2 separate regions of the Macaca mulatta genome follow, and region 2 is linked to region 1. A link is a contact called in public Hi-C data. All regions are on one chromosome and are shown on one strand. Each heading gives the region's core, a stretch centred on a gene start, on an enhancer-like site or on the middle of the called end of the contact. The rest is flanking DNA. Distances are from core to core; before and after follow the strand shown.

Region 1 (2,700 bases), core at 28-2,527:
AAAGCAAAGAAACTACAGAAGAATCATCTTACAGAAACAGAGCAGGGGGAGAAGCCTTAATGAACAAATCTGCCTACACAAACAATGAGCAATTTACTCCTGGGAGGGTCTCTCCTTAGGCTGGGAGATTGCCAAGGACACTAGGCTGAGTAGAGCTGGTGACAGAACTCGTAGTTGTATCAGCTCCTGAGTGTGTGATCTGAGTAGGAAAGTATTTGACTACTGGGGATTGTAACTTCATCTTTAAAACAAAGTGTTGTGAGAACCAAGTAAAATATTGTATATAAAGATAAATGTGTTGCAAAAAGGTCCCCGAATAGAGCCCACAGGTGGACACCTCCCGTTTGACAATGCGACTGGGGAAGATCATGTGTACTGCCAGTTTATCCTTGCCACTGTTTCCCCATAGCAGCCACCTTCCTGTGTCTTTTGCTTGCCTCTCTCAGAGGTAGATGCATTGAGGGTAAATGACCAGTACAGAGACACATAGCCAAGAAAAAGAGATCAAAACCCAGCTTTTTCTGGGATGCTAGTTTGAGATTTTCCATTCTACAGTCGTCCAGCCACTCACAAGTTCTAACTGATGACTGATCTTAGCTGAGAAGCGTGACATAAATACAAGGGAGTCACACTGCCTGGGTTCATATCCCAGCTGCACCACTTACTAGCAGTGTGACCTTGGGAAGGATCGCTGTTTTCCCTGTTTTCCCAGGTGTAAAAGGGAAATAGGACCTCCCACAAAGGGGTAAGTAATCACGTGAATATACCGCACTCAAAAGAGCGACTTCAACATAAGCAAGCACTTTGTGTTTGCCAATACTAAATCACTACCGCATACTTAGTATATAATTGGTGCTCAATGTTTTAAAGTGAGAAAGTAACATTTAGGAATGTAATGGTGGGATCTCCATGAAACGACAAATTCATTTTGGAGAAAGCTTTAAAAAACGCAAACCACAAACCTCTGCCATTTGTCAGCTTGAAGTCTACGGAACTGCAAGCAAAATAAAGACTGGTGGAACTTAGCTTCTGACTGACCCCTACAGTCCCAAATATTTTCTTGGCCGTTACAAAGCCCGCAGGCATCGTCACATGCAGTACTGAAAAGCCTTTTCTCGATACTCAACACAGCCCAGCCCAGCCCAGCCCAGCCCAGCCCACGTGGATTCCTCGCCCGGCTGCTTCCGCTTCCATTCTGTCCCCTCCCATTTCCCATTCGGCGCCTCAAAATGACGTCAAAACGAGCGCCAACGCTGCCCGAGAAGGAGCCCGCGCATGCGCTCTGCCCTGGCAGCGACCCTGTGCGGAGACAAGAGCGTGTGGCCGCAGCGAGGCTGTGGTCCCGCCCGCTGCGGCCGGGTTTCTAGCCTGACACGCCCTTGACCTAAGGATCATGAACCGCAGCCGCCAGGTGACGTGCGTGGCCTGGGTCCGCTGCGGCGTGGCCAAAGAGACACCAGACAAGGTGAGGCCTGGTCGCTGGGAGACAAGGGGAGCAGCGTCTTTACTGCACTGCGGGTCTGCCCGGCTAGGGGAACGTGGACCCAGAACTTGGGGAGTTGGCTGGTGCGACTGGCTGGGGTGAGGGCGGCTTTGCCCCGATTGTCGCGATTAGAGCTGCGGTTCAGAGAGTCTGGTTCGCCTGAGCCTGGGGAGTCAGGGGCCGCGCCTCCTCACTGTTCCCACCCTCAAGCCCAGCCCCATCCCCATCCCCAAATTCGCAAGCACGTGGACGTAGCGGGCCGGAAAGGCGTAAGCTGCTGTTTTGGTAATACCCCCCAAAGGCTTTTTGACCACACCGCAGCTTCACTAGCACCCAAATGCATTTTCAAGCGTAAGTGGGAAGAGAGCATGAAAACTCCACTTTCCACTCCTGTGCTCCGTGTCTGAAGGAGTGAGGATGAGTGTGGTGTAGAAAAACAGGTGTGGAGACTAAGATGTCGTGAGGCTGGGGGATGAATTGGGAATTTCTTGCAGTAATCCAGGTGAGATGTTGATGGTGGCAGTGAGGATGAGAGGTAAATGTAACACTGAAAAACCTACAGGAGTTGAAGACTAAGACTGTAGCAGAGGTGAAGATTACTTAATTCACTCATTGGATACTAAGAGCTTTCTGTAGGCCAGGCATTGTTCAGGGTCCTGGGATAGGCATAAACAAAACAGAAAAAGTCCCTGCGTTTATGGAGTCGACATGTGCACATATAGTATGTCAGTGGGAGTAAGTGCAACCAAACAGTAAAAGGGCTTGATTTGAATGTAATTGACCAAGATAATAATGATGGTGATAGGAATGTGATTGGCTTGGACATGGAGTTAACAGGAATGAGGGATGGGAGTAGTCCCAGTAGTTGTAAATTCCACCTGGGCACAGACTGTGTTTTATTTACCACGGTTTCTCCAGGGTTTGGTTGATGGTAGGCACTCGGTGTATATTTATAGAATAGGGACGGAAAATTATCTCACAAAAAATTGTTGGAGGAAACAGTTATTAAAAAGAGACATAGCCTTTCAAATACTTGAAGACAGTGATTTCCAAGAGAGTCTACGCATTGAAAATCTCACACTTGGGGAGGTTAAAAAAATACTGATGTTTATGTCCCACTCCCAAGTATTGTGTTGTAATTAGCCTGGAGTGTAGCCTAAATTATTTAAGATTCCCTAGGTGATTCTAATGTACAGACAAGTCTGGGAACCAATATT
Region 2 (2,700 bases), core at 90-2,589, 760 kb after region 1:
TGCAAATCCTGAACTGGATGCCAAAAGCAAGGTAGGCCGTTTGTCCCCATTTTACAAGTGGGGAAAGTGAGGCTAGGAGTAACATGCCCACGGTGACACAGAGAGTAAATGGCAAAGTCTGAATTTGAGCTCAGGTCTCTCTGACTCCCCAGAATCTGAACTGCTGATTTCTAAATACTTAGTGTTTCTGGGGCACCTCCCTAGATGTTTAATTTCAGTATTTGTGGATTAAGATGGAGGTTTCCATTCTCTGCTTCAAGGAAAAAATTTCTCTATGGGAAGCCAAAAGAACTAGCCAGATCCTTCTGGAGAGGATACAAATTAAAAAGTCAGGGAGGACCGAGGGGGTGGCTCATGCCTGTAATCTTAGCGCTTTGGGAAGCCAAGGTGGAGGAAGAGCTTGAGGTCAAGAGTTTGAGACCAACCCTGGTGACATAGCCAGACCCTGTCTCTAAAGAAAATAAAAAATCAGAAATAGGTCGGGCGCGGTGCCTCACGCCTGTAATCCCAGCACTTTGGGAGGATGAGGCAGGCAAATCTTCTGAGGTCAGGAGTTCGAGACCAGCCTGGCCAACATGGTGAAACTCCGTCTCTACTAAAAATACAAAAATTAGCCGGGCGTGATGATGTGCGCCTGTAATCCCAGCTACTCGGGAGACTGAGGCAGGAGATCGCTTGAACCCCGGAGGCGGAGGTTGCAGTGGGCCGAGATCGCGCCACTTCCCTCCAGCCTGGGCAACAGAGTGACTCCGTCTCAAGAAAAAAAAAAAAGAAAAGAAAAGAAAAAGAAAACTCGCCGGGCGTGGTGGCACGCACTTGTAGTCCCAGCTACTTGGGAGGCTGAGGTGGGAGGATTGCTTGAGCCCAGGAGGTGGAGGCTGCAGTGAGCTGCAATTGCTCCACTGCACTCCAGCCTGGGCGACATAACGAGATCCTGTATTTTAAAAGAAAACAAAAGTTGTTTAAGTCAGGGAGGAAAAGACACAGAGAGGGAAAGAGAAAATTAGAAGGCGGCGGCAAATTCAGCAGCACGGGGTGGAGGCTAAGAACAGGGGCTGCGCAGTCAAGGAGGCTAACAGGGTGAAGGGGTGGAAAGCATCTGCTTCTTCATTTCACGCCAGGGAAAAATGAGGCACACGACAGCGGATCCGGGACGAGGAGACCCGAGGAAGGCACCGCCGTGGAACTTAGAATTTCCGGGCCAGCCACCTAGCGTGCCGCAAATCCCCACGCGCGTCGGGTTTCCAGCACCTGCTCCTCCCGTCTGTGGCCTAGGCTCCGCCCCTCCCGCTGCTTATTGGCTGCTACATGAACGGGACAAACGCAAGCGACAACCAATGGGAGTGGCCCACGGCGCGTCTTTCCCGGGGAAGCCGAGGCGGACGCGGGAACCCGGAAATGCGAGGGAAGGACAAGTGGAGAAAGCCAATCCGCCGAGACGAGGGCTGCGGGCGGTTCAATGGCGAGTCGCCGAGGGCGGGGCCAGAGGCCGGCGGAGAAGGAGGACCCGGGAGCCGGCGGCCTCGGAGCTGGGAGCGCGGGGAAGGCGGTTGGGGTTCTGACAGCCGCGCGCGGTGAGAAGGGGGCAAGCCCGAGGGGCTCGAGAGGACGGAGCCGGGAAGGGTGCGGCGGGGCCGCGAGCTCTGGGCGGGGTTCGGGAAGGGGAGGCTCTGCAGTCCTGGAGGGGACTTGGACCGGTCCCCTCTCCTCTCCCGGCCTCAGTTCTCCTTTTCTTGGGAAGTGTGGGGGAGAGATTCGCGCCTCCTGGAACGCATTCCTTCCCCGCACACACCCCTGGCACCGGCGAACTGCCCCTTGCCTGTACCGCCCCGTCCAGGAGCCTGTCCCCTCGGGAAGCCACCCCTGGACCCGCGCAGCACTCCAGGCGCACCCGTTAAAGCTCATCGCAAGCCATTTCTCATGTTCTGTGGCAAAGGGCCAGGCTCCACATAAGACTCCGAACCCCCGATCCATCAGTCATTCCCGGGTCAGTACCAGCCCAGAGCAGGTGCACAGGCCCTGCTTAGTAATAAGGTAGAAGTTGAGACCCGGGGACCGGGCTCAGAGGCCCTGGTGTTTCCTTCCGGATGCCTCTGTTTACCTCTTGTGGGCCTTCTGGAATTTAACTTATGCTCTCTGTGCCTTGGTTTCCCTTGTCTGTAAAATAGAGCTAGGGGTAGCTCTTCTTTCATAGGGTGGCATGAGGGTGAAATGAGGCAATGTGTGGCCAGTACACAGCTCAGCACCTAGCACACCATAGTTGCTTAATAAGTGCTTATTGTTAGCATAGTGTTTGCATACCTGGCCCCCCTCCACTTCCACTGCCAGCCCCAAGTACATACAAGCCCTGTTGTCACTGAGGCCAAGCACTGTGGCCCACAGCCTGAGTTCCTTTCGAGATGCTCGAACTGCTCCTCCTCCTGGTGGGGTCCCTTCTGGACAGGCCAGAAACGGAAGGCCAGAGAGGGGAAGGGCACTGTGGGAGCTGTGGCTGAATATCAAGGTGAGGGCAATAAATGAGGCCACCCAACAGTTGTGCTTATCAAAGATTGGGTGTCAGAAGTGCTGTGGCTGATCTGCATGTGTGCCTGTCAGTCATTTGTGTCCCAAATGTTTGACATATGTCCACAAATCCAGTGTCTGTAGTCAGAAGCCACAGGGATGTATGGAAAGGGGGAACACGTTAGAGCCGTGGGGTTC

Evidence for each region. A called contact is a pair of places that touch in the nucleus more often than the background predicts.
Region 2: a contact with region 1 is called in a Hi-C map of fetal cortex germinal zone, with 4 times the contacts expected there. The contact joins the promoter of FICD here to the promoter of PWP1 in region 1. A contact is called at or near these places in 2 of 14 Hi-C or Micro-C datasets (fetal cortex germinal zone and fetal cortical plate).

Annotation. Positions count from the first base shown.
Region 1 is chr11:114,883,037-114,885,736 of T2T-MMU8v2.0, forward strand. It overlaps PWP1 (PWP1 homolog, endonuclein), which reads left to right and starts at 1,278. Exons shown (of 14, transcript XM_077954853.1): 1 at 1,278-1,465. The coding sequence starts at 1,394.
Region 2 is chr11:115,644,642-115,647,341 of T2T-MMU8v2.0, forward strand. It overlaps FICD (FIC domain protein adenylyltransferase), which reads left to right and starts at 1,340. Exons shown (of 3, transcript XM_001095158.5): 1 at 1,340-1,574. The region is part of intron 1 of LOC107001006 (a long non-coding RNA gene); the gene reads right to left.